Regions from separate parts of the Mus musculus genome. Here all the other regions are linked to region 2. Evidence: chromatin contacts called from public Hi-C, HiCAR-type and HiChIP or PLAC-seq data. All regions are on one chromosome and are shown on one strand. Each heading gives the region's core, a stretch centred on a gene start, on an enhancer-like site or on the middle of the called end of the contact. The rest is flanking DNA. Distances are from core to core; before and after follow the strand shown. Region 1 overlaps Dab2ip (disabled 2 interacting protein). Region 2 holds the start of Ttll11 (tubulin tyrosine ligase-like family, member 11). Region 3 overlaps Ptgs1 (prostaglandin-endoperoxide synthase 1). Region 4 holds the start of Dab2ip (disabled 2 interacting protein). Region 5 has its middle 14 kb from the start of Gm13446. Region 6 has its middle 26 kb from the start of Dab2ip. Region 7 overlaps Dab2ip (disabled 2 interacting protein).

The links. A called contact is a pair of places that touch in the nucleus more often than the background predicts. HiCAR-type assays count read pairs that join an accessible place to other places. HiChIP or PLAC-seq counts read pairs in DNA pulled down with a chosen protein or histone mark.
Region 1: a contact with region 2 is called in an H3K27ac HiChIP or PLAC-seq map of epiblast stem cells, with 2.8 times the contacts expected there. The contact joins the enhancer-like site here to the promoter of Ttll11 in region 2. A contact is called at or near these places in 1 of 484 Hi-C or Micro-C datasets (embryonic stem cells) and 3 of 115 datasets of contacts at active chromatin or transcription factors (bone marrow-derived macrophages, effector CD8 T cells and epiblast stem cells).
Region 3: a contact with region 2 is called in an H3K4me3 HiChIP or PLAC-seq map of bone marrow-derived macrophages, with 6 times the contacts expected there. The contact joins the enhancer-like site here to the promoter of Ttll11 in region 2. A contact is called at or near these places in 5 of 39 promoter capture datasets (the C10 cell line, cranial neural crest, liver and 2 more), 1 of 15 datasets of contacts at CTCF or cohesin (the NIH/3T3 cell line), 19 of 115 datasets of contacts at active chromatin or transcription factors (the 230-238 cell line, acute myeloid leukemia, bone marrow-derived macrophages and 12 more) and 3 of 9 other capture datasets (adipose tissue, liver and pancreatic islet).
Region 4: a contact with region 2 is called in a HiCAR-type map of embryonic stem cells, with 4 times the contacts expected there. The contact joins the promoter of Dab2ip here to the promoter of Ttll11 in region 2. A contact is called at or near these places in 5 of 39 promoter capture datasets (HPC-7-derived erythroid cells, hematopoietic stem and progenitor cells, hippocampal neurons and 2 more) and 9 of 115 datasets of contacts at active chromatin or transcription factors (the SCID.adh cell line, bone marrow-derived macrophages, embryonic basal ganglia and 4 more).
Region 5: a contact with region 2 is called in an H3K4me3 HiChIP or PLAC-seq map of embryonic basal ganglia, with 5 times the contacts expected there. The contact joins the enhancer-like site here to the promoter of Ttll11 in region 2. A contact is called at or near these places in 16 of 39 promoter capture datasets (the 3T3-L1 cell line, 3T3-L1-derived adipocytes, the C10 cell line and 9 more), 2 of 15 datasets of contacts at CTCF or cohesin (large pre-B cells and pro-B cells), 4 of 484 Hi-C or Micro-C datasets (bone marrow-derived macrophages, cortical neurons and nephron progenitors), 20 of 115 datasets of contacts at active chromatin or transcription factors (the 230-238 cell line, the SCID.adh cell line, astrocytes and 13 more) and 4 of 9 other capture datasets (adipose tissue, embryonic stem cells, liver and 1 more).
Region 6: a contact with region 2 is called in an H3K27ac HiChIP or PLAC-seq map of extraembryonic endoderm stem cells. The contact joins the enhancer-like site here to the promoter of Ttll11 in region 2. A contact is called at or near these places in 2 of 39 promoter capture datasets (hippocampal neurons and neural stem cells), 2 of 484 Hi-C or Micro-C datasets (bone marrow-derived macrophages and cerebral cortex) and 13 of 115 datasets of contacts at active chromatin or transcription factors (the SCID.adh cell line, astrocytes, bone marrow-derived macrophages and 10 more).
Region 7: a Hi-C map of the N1E-115 cell line shows a contact between it and region 2, with 4 times the contacts expected there. The contact joins the enhancer-like site here to the promoter of Ttll11 in region 2. A contact is called at or near these places in 5 of 39 promoter capture datasets (3T3-L1-derived adipocytes, the C10 cell line, HPC-7-derived erythroid cells and 2 more), 1 of 15 datasets of contacts at CTCF or cohesin (large pre-B cells), 3 of 484 Hi-C or Micro-C datasets (the N1E-115 cell line, embryonic stem cells and neutrophils) and 11 of 115 datasets of contacts at active chromatin or transcription factors (the 230-238 cell line, bone marrow-derived macrophages, effector CD8 T cells and 7 more).

Annotation. Positions count from the first base shown.
Region 1 is chr2:35,678,924-35,681,751 of GRCm38.p6, reverse strand. The region is part of intron 3 of Dab2ip (disabled 2 interacting protein); the gene reads right to left. Among named protein-coding and RNA genes, the nearest start is that of Dab2ip, 58 kb to the right of the region's middle. Within about 2 kb of position 1,296, at least 195 of the 459 cell types and tissues checked have an H3K27ac peak or open chromatin away from gene starts, as enhancers often do. A contact at or near this core is called in bone marrow-derived macrophages, embryonic stem cells and epiblast stem cells, where this site is marked.
Region 2 is chr2:35,978,507-35,981,206 of GRCm38.p6, reverse strand. Ttll11 (tubulin tyrosine ligase-like family, member 11) reads left to right here and starts at 1,387. Exons shown (of 10, transcript NM_029774.3): 1 at 1,387-2,035. The coding sequence starts at 1,583.
Region 3 is chr2:36,243,348-36,246,145 of GRCm38.p6, reverse strand. Ptgs1 (prostaglandin-endoperoxide synthase 1) reads right to left here. Exons shown (of 11, transcript NM_008969.4): 9 at 816-1,102. Among named protein-coding and RNA genes, the nearest start is that of Ptgs1, 14 kb to the right of the region's middle. Within about 2 kb of position 1,250, at least 56 of the 459 cell types and tissues checked have an H3K27ac peak or open chromatin away from gene starts, as enhancers often do. A contact at or near this core is called in the NIH/3T3 cell line, bone marrow-derived macrophages, liver and 1 more, where this site is marked.
Region 4 is chr2:35,620,562-35,623,289 of GRCm38.p6, reverse strand. It overlaps Dab2ip (disabled 2 interacting protein), which reads right to left and starts at 1,309. Exons shown (of 16, transcript NM_001114124.2): 1 at 1,007-1,309. The coding sequence starts at 1,130.
Region 5 is chr2:35,543,625-35,546,324 of GRCm38.p6, reverse strand. No RefSeq gene overlaps it. Among named protein-coding and RNA genes, the nearest start is that of Gm13446, 14 kb to the left of the region's middle. Within about 2 kb of position 1,419, at least 44 of the 459 cell types and tissues checked have an H3K27ac peak or open chromatin away from gene starts, as enhancers often do. A contact at or near this core is called in cortical neurons, embryonic basal ganglia, embryonic limb bud and 1 more, where this site is marked.
Region 6 is chr2:35,594,596-35,597,295 of GRCm38.p6, reverse strand. It overlaps a transcript of Dab2ip not described here. Among named protein-coding and RNA genes, the nearest start is that of Dab2ip, 26 kb to the left of the region's middle. Within about 2 kb of position 1,380, at least 26 of the 459 cell types and tissues checked have an H3K27ac peak or open chromatin away from gene starts, as enhancers often do. A contact at or near this core is called in extraembryonic endoderm stem cells, where this site is marked.
Region 7 is chr2:35,650,168-35,653,044 of GRCm38.p6, reverse strand. All of the region lies in intron 2 of Dab2ip (disabled 2 interacting protein), which reads right to left. Among named protein-coding and RNA genes, the nearest start is that of Dab2ip, 30 kb to the right of the region's middle. Within about 2 kb of position 1,619, at least 5 of the 459 cell types and tissues checked have an H3K27ac peak or open chromatin away from gene starts, as enhancers often do. A contact at or near this core is called in the N1E-115 cell line, where this site is marked.

The DNA of each region.
Region 1 (2,828 bases), core at 47-2,546, 300 kb after region 2:
ACCTGGCTGTAGGGGTTCCACCAATGTATTAGTCAGGGTTCTCTGCAGTCACAGAACTTATGGGTAGTCTCTATATAGTAAGGGAATTTGTTGATGACTTATAGTCTGTAGTCTGATGCCTTGAGGGTCAGCTGCCTCTGACTCTAGCCCTAAGGCTTCGCATACACTATAGGAATAATTAGTTTCTTAAGCCTGGAGGACAGTCTGAAGGACCAGGCACCAGGTGATCTTCTGTAAATCAAACACAGATTACAGAAAGTGTGACAACCAATGGAGAAAGACAAAAGGGAAAGTTATGCCTACAGGCCCGGACAGGCCTTAGCCAGGCCAGAGGTGATCTAGGCTCTGAGAAGCAGGAACCTACAATGGAAGGTGGAGAGCACGGGGCACAAGGTCCCTGAGAAGGCTCTCCTTAGCAGCACAGGAAGGGCCTGCCCTGCCCTGTTGGCAGGTGCTAACAGCAGCAAGGTCACATGTGTGGACAGTATCATCCCACAGCTGTGTAGCTGCACCACTGCCTAAGAGCAAGATACAGGTATCACCAGGGAGTCTCTTAAGCCACTTTTCTTCTCTGGGCCCTTGTCTGGCCAAAGGGGCATTTATGTAGTAAGGCTGGGGAAGTACCCAGGGGGCAGTGAACATGGCTAGAAGCTCTCAGGGTGGCACTGCACACCACTGGGACCAAGCCAGCTCACAGCCGGGCAAGCACAGTCTACTAAATAAACGGTAGCGGGTTCCGTTGTTTCTGCCCTGCCCCTCTACGAGAAGGCCTGGCCTGGTGCCGTCTAGCCTCCTGGACTCCAGCCAACCATACCATAAAGGATTCTTACTGGAGGGCAGGCTGTATTTGGTCAACATTCATGTTTTGTTTAACCACACAGTATATGACATTTTTAAATTTTGAATCAATTGCCAACATTTAAAGATGCGAAATTTTCAAATGTCACAAAAACCAAGTTTAGAACTTTCTCTTCCATGCCCAAAGTTCTGCCACCAAAGCCCAGCAGCCATCTCTGACCCCAGAAGGACACAACCCTACAAACTGTTGAAATTGTCACCACAGCTGTGAAGCGCCTCAGCTAGGGTTCCTATGTCACATGGGCAAAGCAGGGCCCACAACATACCAACCCTCTCCTAGGGTCACAGTGGGTTCTGACACACAGCAAAGACCTGCCAATGTGTGTGGATAAAGACTAAAACGGCAGATAAATAAGGTCAGCCCCAGCTTTACCCGCCCAGGATATCCTGATTGCAACACTGCTTCCTTGCAAAGCCCTGCCCCCAGCCAGTACAAACTGATTCACTTCGATCCTAGGCCCCTCCCACAGGTGGGTACTCTGACAGCAGGACATATGAGTTGGTAACGTTCAGCCTGTGTGTAGGTCTCTGAGATCATTCACTGTATGACCTTTGTTTAAAGGCTAGGCCTTTGGAGTGTCCAGGCAAGGTTAGCAGTGATCCTGGCATCTCTGCAACTCTGGCCAAGCCAAACAAAGATCCCCAGGACTTCTGTCAAGCTGAAAAAGAGAATTCAACAGCAAGAACTCACAAAGGCAAGGTTTCCACCGATGCTGCTTGCAGGACGCCTGCCCTGCTTTGAAGCTGGTAACCAATTCTTCCCTCTTTCTTTCCACTAAATGAAGCTCCACGGGGTTTTCAAGGTCAGAGCTGCATTGGCAGAGGCGGTTCTCTTTGTTCTTCTACCTCAGACTTGCCCCAAACACAGACAATTGTCCCCAACAACCAATTCCTGCTGGGTGGAGACAAGGACCAGGCAGGTGCTTCCTGTGGCCCCAGGAGTCCTGCTCTCCTGGATACGGATTCTCTGTGGGCCTGGCTTCCTGAAACTCCATCTCAGCATGTAGTTTTGGGAAGAAACAGCTGCGAGTCCCCAGAGTATACCCTCAACCCAGGGAGAGGTCAAGGCTCAGGATGGGCTTGGTTCCTTGCTGGTGGCTGCGGGTGTCACCTCAAAGCCACTCTCCTCTCTATTTCAGTCTCCTTACTTGGAAAACAAGAAAATAAATATCCAATTGGAGAGATTCAACCTCCTAATGAGATCCAGAGGAGCCGTGGGAAGCATGAAGTGCCCTGCCAGAGTTATTATCCCAGCACCTGGCACGGTACACGGCGTGCAGTAGGTGCTCAATGGGTATGCAATAGGTGCTCAATGAATGTGTGTATTTGGCACTTGGGCTGTCTATGAGAGGTCTGCCCTTCAGGAGCTACAGAGACAATGGTCATGGGCAAGGATTTGGGTCTAACAACCTCTACCTCTGGCCTAGTTCAGCAGTGGCCAGGCCCACATGAAGGCTTCACTTGCACATCTGTGTCATCAGTGCCAGGGACCTAGAGATGCTGCAGGACTCTATGTGTCGTGCTCTCTTGGACACTCAGTAGTTCTTACCCATGGTTAAGAGAACAGCCTACCCAACCCAGCCGAGAGGAGATGCCAGCCAGTCCTCAATAGGCTGTGTCCACCAGAGGACTTAAGAGCTGTGAGGCTGGCAGTTCTTTTGTACTAGCCTCAGGACCTTAGATAAGTACAGCAAGCCCTCTACACCCTTTACCCAGCACTGAAGCAAGCTTGCCTCTTAGACTTCTGATTCCGAAAACAAAGCACCTGGCACAAAGAGGCCCGCCATGGGTCCATCCTCTTCCTCCCTCAGTCTCTTCACCTCTCCTTATCCCTGCTCCTGCCTTTAGAACTGCTCCCATTCTCCCAGTACTGAGTTTCCTCTGCACCTCCCGCAGCTTGTTCAAGAACACAGAAGGGCTCTAGACCTCTGAAGCCCTCTGCTCACCCACGGGATTCCCTCTGTCTGTCT
Region 2 (2,700 bases), core at 138-2,637:
AAATGCAGGAGGGGCCATTTTCCCCCAGGACCCTTAAAACTAAATGTGGCAGAACTCACTGAAGTGCAACCACGGCCACTGGTCAGTCCAGGCTGCTGTTACGACTTTCTAACCCCATTTTCTGAAACTTTCAAGTTAACCCAAATGTGGCTCCCTCAGGCAGGAGAGGACCCTCTTCTAGATCAACTCTACATTTTTATGCCTACCTTAGTTGGGTATAGGAGTTCATCACTCAGGAGGCAGAGGCAGGCAGAACTTTGTGAGTTTGATACCAAGTGGTCTATATAGTGAGTTTCAGGACAGCCAGGCCTGCTAAAGAGACCATCTTAACAACAACAAAGTATGGCAGCCATGAAAAACTGAAAGGAGGGGCTCAAAGAAATACTTGTACATGAATGTTAATGGCACTATTAGTCACAAGAGTCAAGGGATTAAAATAACCAAAAAGTCCGCAGAAAGGTCTATGGAAGAATAATTGTGCACGCACACATAGAATATTTGTAAGCTTTATGATGGAGTAAAATTCTGACACCCACTATGATGAAAAACAAAAACAAAAACCTTGTGAAGCCAAATAAGATAAAAACAAGAGGTACCCCAGTAGTTAGATTCAAGGGGGAAATAGACTTGTGGTGACCAGGGCTGTGGGGTGGGAATCCCAGGAGTTAGTTTATGGGTATGCTTTCAATATGAAAAGTTCTGAAGATGAATGGTAGAGATGGTTTGCACCACAGTATGAATGCACTGAATGCCACTGAAGAGTGAATTAAAAATAGATTAAATGAGGGCTGGAGATGAAGGCTCATCTGCCATTCATTTCCTGGAACCACGCAGCAGGTCACATCAGGGAATCTGATGCTCTCTTCTGGCCTCCTTCTCCACCAGGAACATGCATAGTACACATACATACATGTAGGCAAAATTATACACACCACACACATAATAAATTTAAAAATAATTAGTACGTTTTGTTATATGTTTTTATTGTAATAAAAAGTGTTGCCCTCTACAAGTCTAGGAATCTGAAGGGCTTCTCCATCTCATGGGAGAGACCTGAAAACCGACAAAGGTGGCCTCCAGCCTCAGTCTGAGGCTCACAGAAAAGGAGTCGATGAATGTAGTAGGACTGGGGAAACTAAGTCTCGTGTTTGAGGAAGATGCCGCTCTTCCCAAGTCCTTCCCTTTCCAAGCTCGGGAGCGAGACAGGAGCGCAACCTCTTTTACCCTCAGCCCCACTATAAATCATTCCTAGCCAGTCCCTGAGTGCTCAGAAACTCTGCATGTGTGACAAGCTGCCCTCTTCCAAGATGGCTATCGCCACCTCTGTGACAGGCCTGGTCACGTGGACGCGCTCGCTTGTGAGGTCGCCGGGCCCGGCAGGCGATTGTCCCTTGCGGGGCCCCGTCCCGAGGCGGCGACTATCCCTGTCAACCGGGGCCTGAGAGATCATGGCAACGGGCTCGGGCGGGGAGCGCGTGGCGGCGGCGGCGGCGGCGACGGCGGCGGCAGTTTGGTCGCGGGCCGGGACGGCGGAGCAGCGGCGGCGGCGGTGGCTGTGGCGCCGGCACCGGCCCTGAGCGTCATGCGGCGCAGCAGCCCGGAGAAGAAGCCGGAGGCTGAGTGGGAGGCGGACGCGGCGGCGGCGGCGGCGGCGACAGCAGCGGCGACCGAGTCGCTACCGGCGGAGACTGAGAAGCAGCAGGGCGTGGACGCTGGCGCGGCCGGGGATCCAGAGCGCCTGGAGCTGGAGGAGCAGCCCAAGGACGTGGGCCGGATCCCGACCCCGACGCGACGCCACGCGCCCGAGGAAGGAGAGGCCCGCGTCGTCCGGCGGCTGCCACCAGCGCTGCCCCTGGCCCAGCCGAGGCCGGCGGCGCGGGCCCTGAGCCAGCTCGTGAAGGCACGGGGCCGGAGCCGGAGCCGGGTCTACCGGCGGAGCGCAGGCTCGATGCGGCCGGTCACCGTGGACAGCTCCAAGGCCCGCACCTCCCTGGACGCGCTCAAGATCAGTCTTCGCCAGCTCAGGTGGAAGGAGGTGAGGCCCGCCGGCCCGGCGCGTGGGCACAGGGGGGTCGTCCCGAGGCCTGGCCCCCGGAGCCACTTCCCAGGTCAGGTCAGCCCGTCTCTGCTCTGCTCCCCTACAGCTTTTCTTATGTCTGCAGCCCTGGCCTCGTCAAGCTGTAGATCCTGGTTTATCCGTCCTGTCTTCTCCTCTGTTGGCCCCGGGGCCAGGGGCCACCTTTCACTTTCTGCATTTCAGTGATATTTAAAGTTTAGTAAACTTTCATGCTTAGAGTGCCACTCTTGGGCCAGGTTTGTGCTCGCCAGCGCCTCACTACACTCTTCAACTTAGCTGTGCGACCTTGAGCAAGCTACTTTTCTTCTTTTGGTCCCGTTTACCTCGGTAAAGGGAAGCCGGTTCGTTCCGGTTTGGAGCATAGTGCCTAGTGCTTGCACAAGGTTTCAGCAAATGACAACCTACTTTCATCACGATCTTTTACCACCACCACCATCACCACCACCGCAGACACTGATTGGGGGATGTAGCAGGTGACAGTAAGTGGGGGTGAAAGCATGTGTGAGCAGATGAATCACCCTTGAATTCATTTCAGACCTTTTAAGGGACGGGGTGGGACAAAAGCACCAACGAATCCGAGAGGTTTCTATTTTCATTGGCTGAGTAAATAAAGCCAGCTGACT
Region 3 (2,798 bases), core at 1-2,500, 270 kb before region 2:
CAACCTCACTGCTCTCCATGGGAAACGCCTGCCCATCTTTACCATCACCCTAACTCAACCCTGGCTCATAGAATTGACAGGACACCATGGCTTTCTATGCTATGGTCCTCAACATGTCCTTAGAATTCTGAGGACATTAGAAAGCACTTTTCATGTTCCCTTATACACAACAAGTCCTCAAATGATGCTAGCTGTCACAGGACTGTTTCTCTTCTGTGTGATGAATGTCAAAGGGACAGGGTCCACGAACCACATCCATCGTCATCACCATATATATCCTGGGCATCTGGTGTGATGCCTGTGCTATGGTTTGAACCTGAAATGTATTCCATAAGTTTCTATTTTAGCTCCTCAAATGGTGGCACTACTGGAGATGCTGGAACCTTTAGAAGATGAGGCCAAGCTGAAGTAAGTGGACCACTAGAAAGCAGCCTTTGAGGGTTACAGCTCAGCCCCTGGTTCCCAACTTGTTGTCTCCTGCTCTGCTGTAATGTGAACAACCTCTGCCTTGAGCTCCTGCTGCCACAACAGATTGGGCCACTCTGCCATGGCCTCCTCACTGTGACAGATTGTAATGCCCCTGAAACTATAAGCCAAACCCTTCCTCCTTTGAGTGGTTTCTGTCCTTGTAACATGAAAGTAACTAATAAAACCTGGCACTGTCACCTAAATTAGAGAATTCACACAGGGATGTTTACAACCACCTGTAGAAGTAACAGAGTGTTCATTCCACAGATGAAGAAACTGGGGAGTTTGAACCAAGTCTGTTGTATCCCAGAGCCCACCCCTGATGCCTCTGTTTCTCTCAAGCTTACCCGGCCAGCCCTCTGGCGAGAGAAGGCATCCACCAGTGCCTCAACCCCATAGTCCACCAGCATAGAAGTGTTAAATAAAAACTGCTCGTAGCTGTACTCTTGTGAGCCCACTTGGAAGGAGTTGGGCATGAGTGGATGCCAGTGATAGAGATGGTTAAATTCCATGGCGATGCGGTTTCGATATTGGAACTGGGCTCGGAACAGCAGCTCCGGGTCAAACTTGAGCTGCAGGAAATAGCCACTCAAGTGCTGCACATACTCCTCAATGACAATTTTGATGGTTTCTCCTACAAGGGGAAGATAAGAAACAAGGTCAGCAGAGCTCAATGCATGGGAAATGAACATCTCGTGAAAAGTGCTTGCTCTCCTCTCCTTGCTGATGCTGGAGTTCATTTACTCCCCTTGGTCACTTCTGCTTTGTGTCCTTGTAAGGGGATGTGAAAACAGAACTGTCTCCGACTTGACTGAGAGACCCAGACAAGGGTACTGCTGCTCCATAGGCAGGCCTTAGACCCAGGAAAAGAGTCATTCAAGAACTGGTTTCCATGAGCTAGAGAGAGAGAGACGGCTAAGAGGTTAAGAGCACAGGTTGCTCTTCCCAGGGACCCAGGTTCAATTCCCAGCACCCACATGGTGGCTCACAACCATCTGTAACTCCAGTTCAAATGGATCTGGTGCCTTCTTCTGACCTCCAAGGACACCAGCCAGGCACATGACACACAGATATACATGAAGGCCAAAATACCAAAATATCTAAAATAAATTAAAAGATAAAAAAAGAATCATTTTCCCAACCCTGATGTAGCCTCCCTCCTACAGACCATGACAAGGGTCTGGAGAAGCCAAGCCTGTAAACCCAGAACTGGGGGGCATAAGAGGTGCTGAGGCAAGAGGGTTTCAGCATTGATGCCAGAATGGTCTAAATGAAAAGACTTAGTCTCAAAAAAAAATTTTAAGCTGAGAAACTCTGAAAGATACAAAAGCACAACATTGTATTAGTGAGGAATGTCATTTCTCTGAAGCTCTCAGTGAGGGACGAGGGCTTCAGAGAGCCCATCTGACAGCTGCTGCTGCTGCAGCAGCCAAAGAAAGCCCCACACAGCTAGGGAGCCCAGCCCTAAGCATTTGTTTAAGTGTAATACATTTCTGGTGTGCTGATATATATGTCAGAATCTCATGGGCAGGGGGTTCCCTTTAATCCCTTAGGCAGCAGCTATACACAAAGCAAACAGCCAAGAAAGATTACTTACGTTTGAACATTCCAGAACAATATAAAAACTGGCCAGCTGGATCGTTAGAGGAAGCTGTTATCTGGACCAATCAGCCAACAGATAAACTGGCTTTTTAGTAAACTGACCTGGAGCCACAGGACTTGCGGTTAGCAGAACTGGGCTCCAATCCTAGCTTCTCGGTATGTAGGCATCTGAGCTTGAGTCAATTGAGCTTGAGTTATTTGTCCTACTAAAGCTCACTTTCCTCGACTGTAAACTGTAGGCACTATTAATCGCTATGCGATTTCCATATGATCATGTATCCGGTCATGTGAGAAGGGGACAACAGAGGCATTTGTGCTGTTGACATAGGACTGGCAACCTCAGCCGTGTCAACATGGGTCGGCTGAAGTCCTAAGTCTGATTAACAGTGTCTTCACATTGCAGCCTGCTGGGCTGCTTTACCCACAGGCCTGGCCTCTCTGGTAAAGGTCTGGGCTATACAGACTTCCGAAGAATCAGCCTGTCCTTCCTCTGGCTACTCTTATCCCCAGTGACCAACTCTTCTAGAAGCCGGTGAATTAGCCTCTATAATTGGAACCAGCCATGCCCACTTGTACCCAGAGGTAGTGACTCAGACAAGGAGAGCCTGGTCTGGACAGAGGTGCAGGGTCCAGGCAGGAAACCATCTGACATTTTAGGTTATGGACTCACCCCCGTAGGAGACACAAAAATATCTTGTCCCTGAGTCACCTAGAATCTACCAAATTCT
Region 4 (2,728 bases), core at 60-2,559, 360 kb after region 2:
TCCTCAAACTAAGTTTACAAACCTGTGGGCAGAGTCAGACAGCTTAAACTTGAACTCTGTGCACAGGGAACTCAGTACTTCCTAAATAAACCCTGTACATTGTTACTTGGCTCTACCGCTGGGGCCGGAACGTCTTCTCCATTCTGGGGGGAAGTAAACTAAAGCCTGCCTGCTTCACTGACCCAAACCTAAAAAATAAACAAGGGGCCACTCTCACACCTCTCCAGGCAGGCTTGGCACATTCTGCCTGTGGTGAGGCTGGGCCGGGGCCAGGCTTCCCATGCCCCAGATAACCTTAGGATGTAAACTAAGGCAGCTTCTGCATCACAGACACCTTCAGTGGGCCTAAGCCACCGAAGCATTATGGCCTTACACAACCCAGGCCTGGCAGAGTCTCTGTGTGGAGCCCCTGACCCTACTTACTTACCAGCCCAGCACAAGTCAGCATGAAACGTTAGGGCCTCTCTAGCTGAAGATCTTATTACTGGCTCGAAGAAAGGCTTGCATTTCTCCCTCCCCATTTTGAAAGAAGTACCCTTCCAAGGACCACTCAGAGTGGCTCCAGGCCCCTACAAACCTGGCTCTCCCCACAGGAAGCCCACTCAGCTCTCCATCCAAAAGATGAGGAAGCAAGACAGGACTGGAAGCACGCTAAGCTTGAGTAGCAGACAGTGGAGGCAAGTCAGGATCCACTTCGACTACTTTACTACGGCCTGCGCGCTGAGTAAACTGATGCACAGTGGAATGGGATTCGGAACTCAGAAGTACGGAGGAACTGCATATCAGACCGACCCCTTTCTCTTTGGTCCTGATATAATGGGAAACATTAGGGACCCCGCTTTCCCCCAAGAGGAAGGACCCTACAGAAGCTGGGGCAATGGGGATGGGACAGTCACGGTAGCTCCAGATAAGGAGCCATCACCCATTGACACAGGAGCCTCAAAAGCATCCGTTGGTGGTGCGGGGTTGCGAGGGACTAAGGGTCTGGGGTCAGGGTGGCGCCTACCCCTGGCTGGCCGGGTCCGGCTGCGGGAGCGGCTCCTCTGTCGCTGCAGCCGGGGCCGCCGCAGCAGCCGGTAGTAGTAGGATGGCCTCCCGGTGCTCTTCCTGGCGTTGCCGCCGGCGGACATGCTGCCGCCCGCCGGGCACCGGGCCAGGCCTGGGCGCTCACACGGGCCCCATCGGCCGCTCCGGACCGCCCGGCGGGCGCCCCGCACTCTCTCCCGCGCTCTGGTGCAGCAGCAGGCAAGACCAAGGCTGCCCTACAAAGTAGCTCCAACTCCTCCTCCTCCGCCGCCTCCCCCGCCCCGCCCTGAGCAGCCGGCCCCTCGGCGGGGGCCCGGGACCGGGAGGCTGGGCTGGCACCCGCCCGGAAAGTCAGTGCGGGCAAAATCCTGGCCTGGAGTCGTCCGGGCGACGCGGCCCGAGAGTGCCCCTGTCCCGTCCGAAGAACCCCAATAACAGCATATACCCAACAGCCATGTCTAAACTCCATATCCAACTTGGGGTGCCTGGAGCACCCTATCCCGCCACAGGTGCAGTGGTGCATGTATATATGCATACACACCAAGGCTAGGCACCTGAAATTAGAGTCTGAGGAAGGGGGTGACTGGACTGAAACATGGCCAGACCAGAGCGCCCCACAAAGCTTTGCACCTACCCCTCAGTCAGGTCGGAGTTCTGCCTGTCTCTGTTGCCTAAGATACTTAGCTACTCTTTACAGAAGGCAGTCTCCATCTGATAAAAATATGACTTTCATACCATTAAAATTATTGTGTGCATTTCAAGCGCACATAGAATACAAGGCACACCTGTGCAACCAGAGGGCTTTGCTAAGCCACTTTGCCCCATCCCCCACATAAACCACCAGAGGTGCCTGAATTTTCCCTCCCCTCTGACATTTTTAGTAGCATTAGTGAGTTTCTGAAGGTAGTAAGATCTCTACCCTACAGTGGGAGTAGAAACTGAGGCTTGGGAAAGGAATGACCACCTGCCTCTACTACCACAAGCTGAAAGACTTTCTCCAAGTCATTCTGCAGTTCCAGAAACTTCCATGGCTCCCCCGATCATAATAGCTACAAACCCAACCATCTCTCTTTGGTATTTGAAGCAACAGAAATCTTGCAAAAATCAAATCACTGGCAGCCTCACGCCAACCACCCATCCCCCCCTCAACCCTACTTGCTGCTGGCTCTCATCTCTGTCCTTCTCTTAAAATGGCCAGCAATCTGCCTGCCTCCTTTTCCCCTCCTCTTAGGTCTACCCTCCTGGTCCTAGGTAACCTCCATTTCTCTCCCCTCTCCCCAAAGCAACATTCAGACCACACCACCTACCAGTTCAAGTCAGATGGGGAAACTGAGGCCCTAAAAGATGTGTGCTCAAGTGTGTGTGTGTGTGTGTGTGTGAGAGAGAGAGAGAGAGAGAGAGAGAGAGAGAGAGAGAGAGACTTGCCTCGATCACACAAAAAGTACAAGGGCATATGGTCTTGGCCAACGGTTGTTGCATGAACTCTTATGGGAAATGGGACAGGCTAGACACTGGAGGAACTTACGGCAATCTCGAGTGGGGTAGGGTAGCCTAGGTAACAATCCAGGCCAGGTTTTTCTCCTCACAGGGGAAGCCCCCTTCCTGGCTCCTCAGTCTAGGAGGGAGGGCCTCCAGGTCAGTGGAGAGGATGGGGGTGCTGGATCACAGCTGGAGGCCAGGCGCCATCCTGGGACTTTGGAGG
Region 5 (2,700 bases), core at 170-2,669, 430 kb after region 2:
TTGGGGCTAGGGGGTGGCAAGAGGCCATAGAACAAGGACTAAATGCCATCTTCAATCAAAAGGCAGGGCATGAGCAAGGGCCACATAGTGTCAACAGGACAAAGACAAAGAGGTTCAGCTGATTGCAGGAATCCCAAGGAGTGACACCAAGTCAGAGAGGGCTTCCTGGAAGAAAGGTGGTATAAACAGAAACTGACGGAGTTTACACTCATCCCCTAGGAACAGAGGGGGTTGCCCAGGCTGGGGGAGCAAAATGAACTCGGGACAGGAAGAATGGCTGCAGCATGTCATTTGAGGAACTGACAAGGAGCAACAGGGAATGAATTACCTCACAGGATCCTAGGAGTCACCAAGCCCTTGATGGCAGGTGGGTGATGGAGTCCACCCTGAGATAGATAGACCGTGGAGACGCAGGTGGGGAAAAGATACAAAGTCGGGTGACAGAATGCAGGGACATTTTCTGGAAGCTATCACCAGTGAGTCAGGAGGACATGCGGGGTCTGGAGGACAGTAGCGTGTGACAAAAAGAGACCAGGCTGATGGGGACCTATCTCATGTGGTTGACTTCAATCTGGTCCAGCTAGAGCTGTGTGCCAGGGGCCCTGGCAGTACCTTTATCATGTCTTCTCGTTTCCCTAAAGGACCCCTCCCCCCACCGGCCTACCCCCCCCCAGTCCTCCAGCTCCCACCCCCAGCCCCCCCAGTCTCCCCCCACCCCCGCGCCCCCCATTCCAACCACAGCCGCCAGTGACTGCTCTCCAGCCTTCTTACACAGTGCAGGGACATGTGAGTGCCTGCTGGGTGCCCCAGGTCCTGGCACAGGAGAGAGGAGATGATCCAGGCAGACAGGCTCTGGGTTCCCATGGGGCCCTGCCCTACATATGGCCCGAATCAAGTGTAGTGTTGGGAAGGGAAGGAGCTGGAGAGAATTCTAGAAGGACGCAGTATTTATGCTACAGGAAGTGAAAGAGCGTTTGCAAGAATGGAAACAATGAGGACAGTGACAGGCAGAAGGGAAGAAAGGGGTCCGAGGGGGTGGAGCATGGGCTGATTGCCAGAAGCGCATTGGAACTTGACTGAGGGTGGTAGGGAGCTGTGGAAGGCCCTGAGCAGACACCACTCGCTCAGAGACTGAGGTCAGTGCAGAGAGCCATGACCAACCACCTCACCACAGACCCCCTTCTCTTACAGCTAACTCCCGTGACAGGTGAGACGGGCCACGACAAATCGGGCTCCTGCTGGACTTTAAACTCTATACCTCTAGAGCAGATCCTGAAGGCCATACAGGCTTGACCAGGGTATCCAGGCTGGTCATGGGGAGATGTGAAGCCATTCGACTCACAGCAGCGGGAGCTACCCACGGGGACGGCTGACTTACTGAGTCTGTACTCCAGATACCACCTATTGAGGTTGCCGGCAGAATGCTGAGGAAATAAATCTGTTCACTAAGACATCCCACCCCTTCCCTGCCAAGGTCCGGGGCTGGAAGCAGCCGGCAGACTAGCAGCGCCACCGTGTGGCAGATGTGGGCCAGCACAACAAGGCGGTTCCACTGGGAGCCAGGAATAACGTTTGTTTGTTTGTTTGTTTGTTTGTTTGTTTGTTTGTTTGGATGGCTGTCCCAACCAGGAACATGCTCTAAGCCCTGGGCTCCATTCTCAGCCCTCTTTTCACTTTCCTTTTCCTTTTTATTGAAAAAAAATTTGAGACAAAGTTTCCTTAATTTGCCTAGGCTAGATTTGAACTCACTCTGTAGCAAGGCCAGCCTTGAACTCAAAATCCCCCTGTTTCAGCCTTTGGAGTAGCTGGGGTTTCAGGCCTGTGCCACCAGGCCTAGCTAAGGACACTTGATTATATACAGCCTTTCATGATGTATTTTCAATTTACTTCTACAACAACATCATTGGTCTGTTGGAGATTGCCAATTACTAGGTAATACATATCTAATGAAAATGTGTAAATGACATGGATTCTATATGTGACAAAAATAGACAGGTTTTTTTTTCAGAATTATCACCTCTTATCCTGCCAAGTTAAACATGGATTGCACTTTGTCAAGTAAGCTTCAGCACTTTTTCTACAGAATGTGGGGTGTGTGTGTGTGTGTGTGTGTGTGTGTGAGAGAGAGAGATGTGGTATGTGCATGTGTATAGTGTGTGTGTATGTGTGCACATGGTATAATGTGGTATGTGTGTGTGTGGTTGGTGTGGTATGTGTTTGTGTGGGGGGGTGTACGATGTGGTACATGTGTATGTGTGCTTGTTATGATGTGGTGTGTATGTGTGTGTGCGTGTGGTACGATGTGGTACTCATGTGTGTGTGTGTTTGTTATGATGTGGTGTGTGTGTGTGTGTGTGTGTGTGTGTGTGTGTGATATGACATAGTATGCATGCATGTGTGTGAGGTGTGATGTGGTGTGTGCATGTGTATAGTGTGTGTAGTGTGTGTGCACATGGTATAATGTGGTATGTGTGTGTGTGGTATGATGTGGTGTGTTGTGTGTGTGTGTGTGTGTGTGTGGTACGATGTGGTACTCATGTGTGTGTGTGTGTGTGGTATGATTGATGTAGTATGCATGTGTGTGTGTGGTATGATGTAGTATGCATGTGTGTGTGTATATATATACACAAATAAGACCATATCATGCATGACTTATATTCTGAATTTTGTTTTTCTCTTTGCTAACAGTGGAGCAGAAAC
Region 6 (2,700 bases), core at 131-2,630, 380 kb after region 2:
GCTGCTACTGTCATCCCATCTTACAGATGGGCAAGTCAGCAAAGAGCATCAAACTCAGCTGAGCCCACAGACCCATTTAAACACCTTGGAATGGTGCTGCGGGTGGGGAAGGGTGGCCAGCGTTTGCTACCTGGTCTGTTAGGTCTCCTAGGGGGCAGAGGTGACCAGGCAGAGAGTGACAGCCAGGCCTCCAGCTGGGCAGGGTAGGAGGGAGGGGAGTCTGGCCCAGGATCCAGCAACTTCCTCTAGCAGCTGGCCCAAGAAGCCAAAATAGGAGCCTGCCATCTGAGCAGAAGGGTCTGGAAGGCTGCGACGAAGGGTGGGCGGGAAGGACCTTTAGTTTTTGTTCAAAACAATGACCAGCCAAAGGATTTGGTGTCTACAATATTTGACTGTGCTAAATTTGGCACACAGGGTGGGGCAGGCACAGTACATAGAGCCCTGCTAACTTTGATTTCACATTCTGGTCCCCTGTTTAGCTCCTTCTAGCTGCACTCCTACACAACAGGGACCTGTCATGGGAGAAAATCAAGTTACTTCAAACCCACAAAGGTTTAGAGGTCAATAAGATAACCATCCATTATCCTATTAGGACTTCACACCTAAGCCAGAAAAGGCTCAGTTTAAAATCAAGGAATTTAATCACTATTTCAGAAACCAAGGATGAATTACCAGAGCTCATAAAGTCATGACCAAGACCACCATGCCACAGGCTACCCAAATGTAAAGACGGGTCAATTCTTAGCAAACCCTTGCTAAGAAAAAGAGAAAGGGGAAACAAACAAACTAACAACAACAACAAAAATGCCTCAGTTTCTTGCAAAAGCGTGGCCTTGTGTGATCCAGCAGGAAAGTCTGTAGATCTGAGCCACAATAGCATCAGCATTTAGTAGACACTCAGTGGACACAAGCTGGCGGTGTCATCCCAGACAGCACCTCTGTCCTGTCACAGCCTGAGGACTCAGAGGTACCCCTGGCCTCCTCAGAATGGCAGGGCCACTCCTTTGGGAAGCCATCCACCATCAGTTAGCACTGAGGGTCATTTCTCTCTCTTTACAAACAGAGCCCACTGTATAAGCCCTGATGGGATAAAGCTCACTACACAAACTGAGCTGGGCTTGAACTTGCAGTGATCCTCCTGCCTCTGCCTCCCAAGTGCCAGGAATATGGGCACGCACCATCCTGCCAGGCAGATTATTTCCTGAATCTGGAGAAAGACAGGATTTGGTCAGTGGGCTTCCGGGCACCGATGGTTAGACTCAGAATCGGTCTACATTATTTAGTTTTGACTCAACTGTTTTCAGCCCTTACAAGCACGTCCCCACCCCCTGGTGCTGGGGGTGGAGTTCAGGTCTCTGGCACGCTGTTAGTAAACACCTTTCCCCACTGAGCTGCATTCCTGAGCCTGCTTAAAAGCACTTGTAAGATAGCACAGTTCAGACAGGACTCAGCTAGATGCACCCACAACCAAAAACAAAACAAAACAAAACAAAAGGCCTCTGCCAGAGCAGCAAGTGCTCTTAACTACTAAGCCATTGCTCCAACTCCAGATCTAATCACTATTCTGAATGTGTTTCTGGGCCTCCTGTATTTGTCCCCTTCCTGCTAGGTTTGGTACCTTCCCTCCCCAGCTTAATGGAGAAACAGAGCTGGGAGAAGGTGAAAGCAAGATGAGAGAGGCAGTGAGGCAGTGAAGCAGTGAGGCAGGCAGGCAGGCAGGCAGGCAGGCAGGCAGACAGACAGACAGACAGACAGACAGACAGGTGGACGCTGACAAGTCTGGCCAGCTGATCTGAGGGAGGCTTTGGTCTCTAGTGGCAGAAGGCCCTCGTGGACCCCCATGCAAGCACTGAGTTGGACAGCTGAACTGAGTAGTGTCTCAGGGCAACAAAGATTCCCAAGTTCCCAGGGGTCTCTGTGGGTTCAGGAATATCAGTCCAGAAGCTGAATAGACACATACTCAGGTGACTGGGCATGGTGCCAACTTCAGTTGAGAGTCACACAGAGCCAGAGAAACTGCCCCTCCCCAAGCACTGAAGATTACAGGGGCCCTACATCAGGAAACCCAAAGGACTCTTCTGTGCTACAAAAAGGATCCACTTCCTCATGAAAAAAGTAGAGGTGTCCAGCTGGGCATAGTGGCCAACTCCATTAATCCCAGCCCTCAGAAAGCAGAGGCAGGAAGATCTCTGTGCGTTCAAGGCCAGCCTAGTTTACAGAGTGAGTTCCAGAACAGCCACGGCTCTGTAGAGGGACCCTGTCTAAAAAGCAAAAGCAAACAAAAGGGTAGGTATTCCAATGCCATGTCATGCCCAGGCCACAGCCCATGAACAGTCTCTAAGCCACATAAGGGAGGATGCTCTCTGTGAGAAGGAACAGGACCTGTGGGCCTGGGAGCTCCTTTTCCTCAGTGAGCAAGACAGGGAGAAAGAAGAAGACCTCTACAGGAGTCCTTCATGGGACCTTGAGAGGACAGAGTGAGGAGTTTCCACCCCAGCTCTGCCTCCCACATCCGTAACAGCAGTGAAAGCAGGGGTATTCGCTGGGGACAGACTGGAGGGGAACTGCACCCTCCGGCCCTGGCAGAGCTCTCCACTGGCATCAAGCCCTGCACAGCCCCTGTGGAGTCAGATGTACTGGTCAGCCCTCCCCTTCCAAGGAACTGCCATGCCTCCAGCCACAGGTCCAAGGCCAGCGTGT
Region 7 (2,877 bases), core at 370-2,869, 330 kb after region 2:
CACCCTACCAGGGTGCCTCCCCTTGCATTAGCCTCTCAACCTGGTCCTACAGCCTCAGGGCTAAGATCCCATGGCCAGGCTGGTGGTCTAGTGACTCACAGCCCTTCCCCCTTCTGGGTGAGCAAATGCTCTTGGCAGAGTCACCCAGCAGAGTGGGCGGGACCCCCCATTCTTATACCCATGTAACCACATGACAGGAGCTGACCCAGCACACGCAATTCAGGAAGCTTCCACCAGGTCTTTTGCTAAAGCTTTTCACGACTCCTTTGATCCTCATAACCCACTATGCAGATGGGGCATTAGAGGCTCAGAAAGGGAAAATTTTGCATAGGGTCACACAGCCAAGAAGAAGCAGTGTTGAGTTCAGCCTGTGTACACACTCCACAACGCAACCATGAGGCCCTGAACCTTAGCCATTCTGTGACTTGGTTTCCTCATTCCTGCAATGAAAGCTGTTCTAGAAGCTAGCAAACCTCTAAACCCTCTATTTCTTGGGCACACTCCCCCACCATACCAGTGGAAATTCATTTGCTGTGATAACAAATGAAAGAGACCTTTTGAGAGCAGTGGCTAACCCAAAGATGGTCAGATAATCCTAGCCTCCCAGACACGCAACAGTCTGGGCTAGCCCTGGAGCAAGGCCGGGAGAAGTGCTAACCAATGGGGAACATCCCAGGGGATCTCTGACTTGAGCGGCAAGAAAGCCAAACTGCAAGGGCAGCAGCACCCGGAGTCCCAGGGGCAGCAGGCAGCGTGGCTACATGCCTTTCCACTAGGAAAACAGACGCACTTGGAGATGGCACCACGGGCAATTGTCCTCCCACAATCTGGCAGTTGCAGGTTGCCCTGGGAGTCGTGGCCTCAGAAGGATCAGAGGCAGAAACAAAGTCTGGGCAAGAGCTGATGTTCTTCTGGGGCTCCTAGGAGCTGGTGGGCCAGCTAGACCTTCATCTCAGAGTTGGTAGTCACAGTGGCCACAGACGTAGATTTGAAGAGGTAGCTGCTCCCCACTTCATCCCCATCTAATTAATTTGCTCCCTGTTGCCCCCCTCAACTCCCCTTCACTCCACCAGCCCCTAGCAGGTGCCCGCAGCAGGAGCTGAGGATTCCAAGGAATCAGATGCCAGTCCTGCCCTTGAGAAGGTCATGATCAGCTGGTGGAAGGGAGGCACGTAGTGAATCGTTAGTGACAGAGCGGAAGAGAGGAAGGACATGAGGACACATCCTGGAGCTGGGAAGAGAATGTCTGCCCAGGAAGACCAAAGCAAGGGATGGAAAGGTGGCAAAAAGATCAACCAGTCCGAAGTCAGAGGCTGAGGCAGTCCTTCCAGGCCCTGGATGCCCGGATGCCAGGCTGGAGAGAGAAATGGAGCCACCTGCTCCCACTAGAGGCCATCTGAGGCACTAGGGCGGGGGAGGGGTGTGGCTTCTCTAAGATGTTCTCTAAGCAATCCACAGGCAGTTATTCATCGAGACGTTAGACTTGTGTACGAAACAGATGTCAGTATCTGCCACCTCCACAGAAGGCCTCCTGGCTTCAGAAACAATCCCTGCCCAAGAACTCACATGTAATTACATCTGTAATCCAACCCCAGTGCCATGTGATCACTTTGTATTCACAGCAGGAAAATGTGAGGGAATGAGGGGTGGAGGGTGATGTGGTTCAGTGGTACAGTGCTTGCCCAGCCTACACACAGTCTTAAGCTTGATTCCCAGCACGGTATAAGCCAGGCATGATGGTGTATGCCTGTCCTCTTAGCACTTAAGAGGGGAGGCAGAAGACCAGGAGCCCAAGGTCTGGTCAGTGAACCTAGACACCAGTGAACTCTAGGCTAATAGTGAGAGAGCCTGTGTCTCAGGGAGAGGAAGTGAGGGGAGAGAGGGAGAGAGAGGGAGAGAAGCTGAGAAGGGACCTCAAAGTCAACACACATGTGCACACAAACAAACACTAATGGATACACACATGTGCACACACACAAACAAACACTAATGGATACACACATGTGCACACACACAAACACTAATGGATACACACATGTGCACACAGACAAATACTAACATATACACACTTGTGCACACACACAAACACTAATGGATACACACATGTGCACACACACACAAACACATACACACAGAGAGCAAGAAAGTGGAAACAGGAAGGCGGCATCTGAACCTTACCTCTGTCCAGGCTCCTGATCCAGGAAGGGGATAGGGCCTGCAGGACCACAGGTTGGGTACAAAGAAATAACCTCTCAGGCACTGTGTTGAGCAAGGGAAAGCGGGAGAGGGGAGCATGGATTCCGATGTCAGCTCTGGCCCTTACTGTGTGACCCAGCACAGTGTGCCCCCTCTCTGAGTCTATCATTCCTCATCCATAAGGAGGGGACTAAAAAATGATACTGGCTAGCACAGACTGGCCACAGGCAAGCCATTAAGGTCCATGACTCCTTCCACATCCAAGTGCTGGAGGAAGGAGCTTCAGCGGGCCCTTCCACTCTGCTCAATGTAGTCATCTTAGAAAGCAAAGTGTGTGTGGCCTGGAACTGTAAGGAGGAAATGAACACCACTGCAGTCTGCCTCATGGACCTGCCAAGAACAGGTTTATGATCCTCTACCATGTCACCACAGTCAGTATAGTCAGCCATGCTGAGCTTGGAACCCCGTGCAGAGAACCTGACCCACCATCTGCCTCACCTGGAATGCCCCCCTATTCCCTCCCAAAGTGGTGGAGAAGCTAACAAGGGGCCCAAGGAACCTCTAGGCAATTCAGTATGGCAGGGTCTAACCATTTAGTAGGCCCAGCCTGGTGACTTCAGGGCCCTAACCCTACTTGTCAGCTCACACACTAGCCTTTCACCCTGAGCCTCTCCTGATACA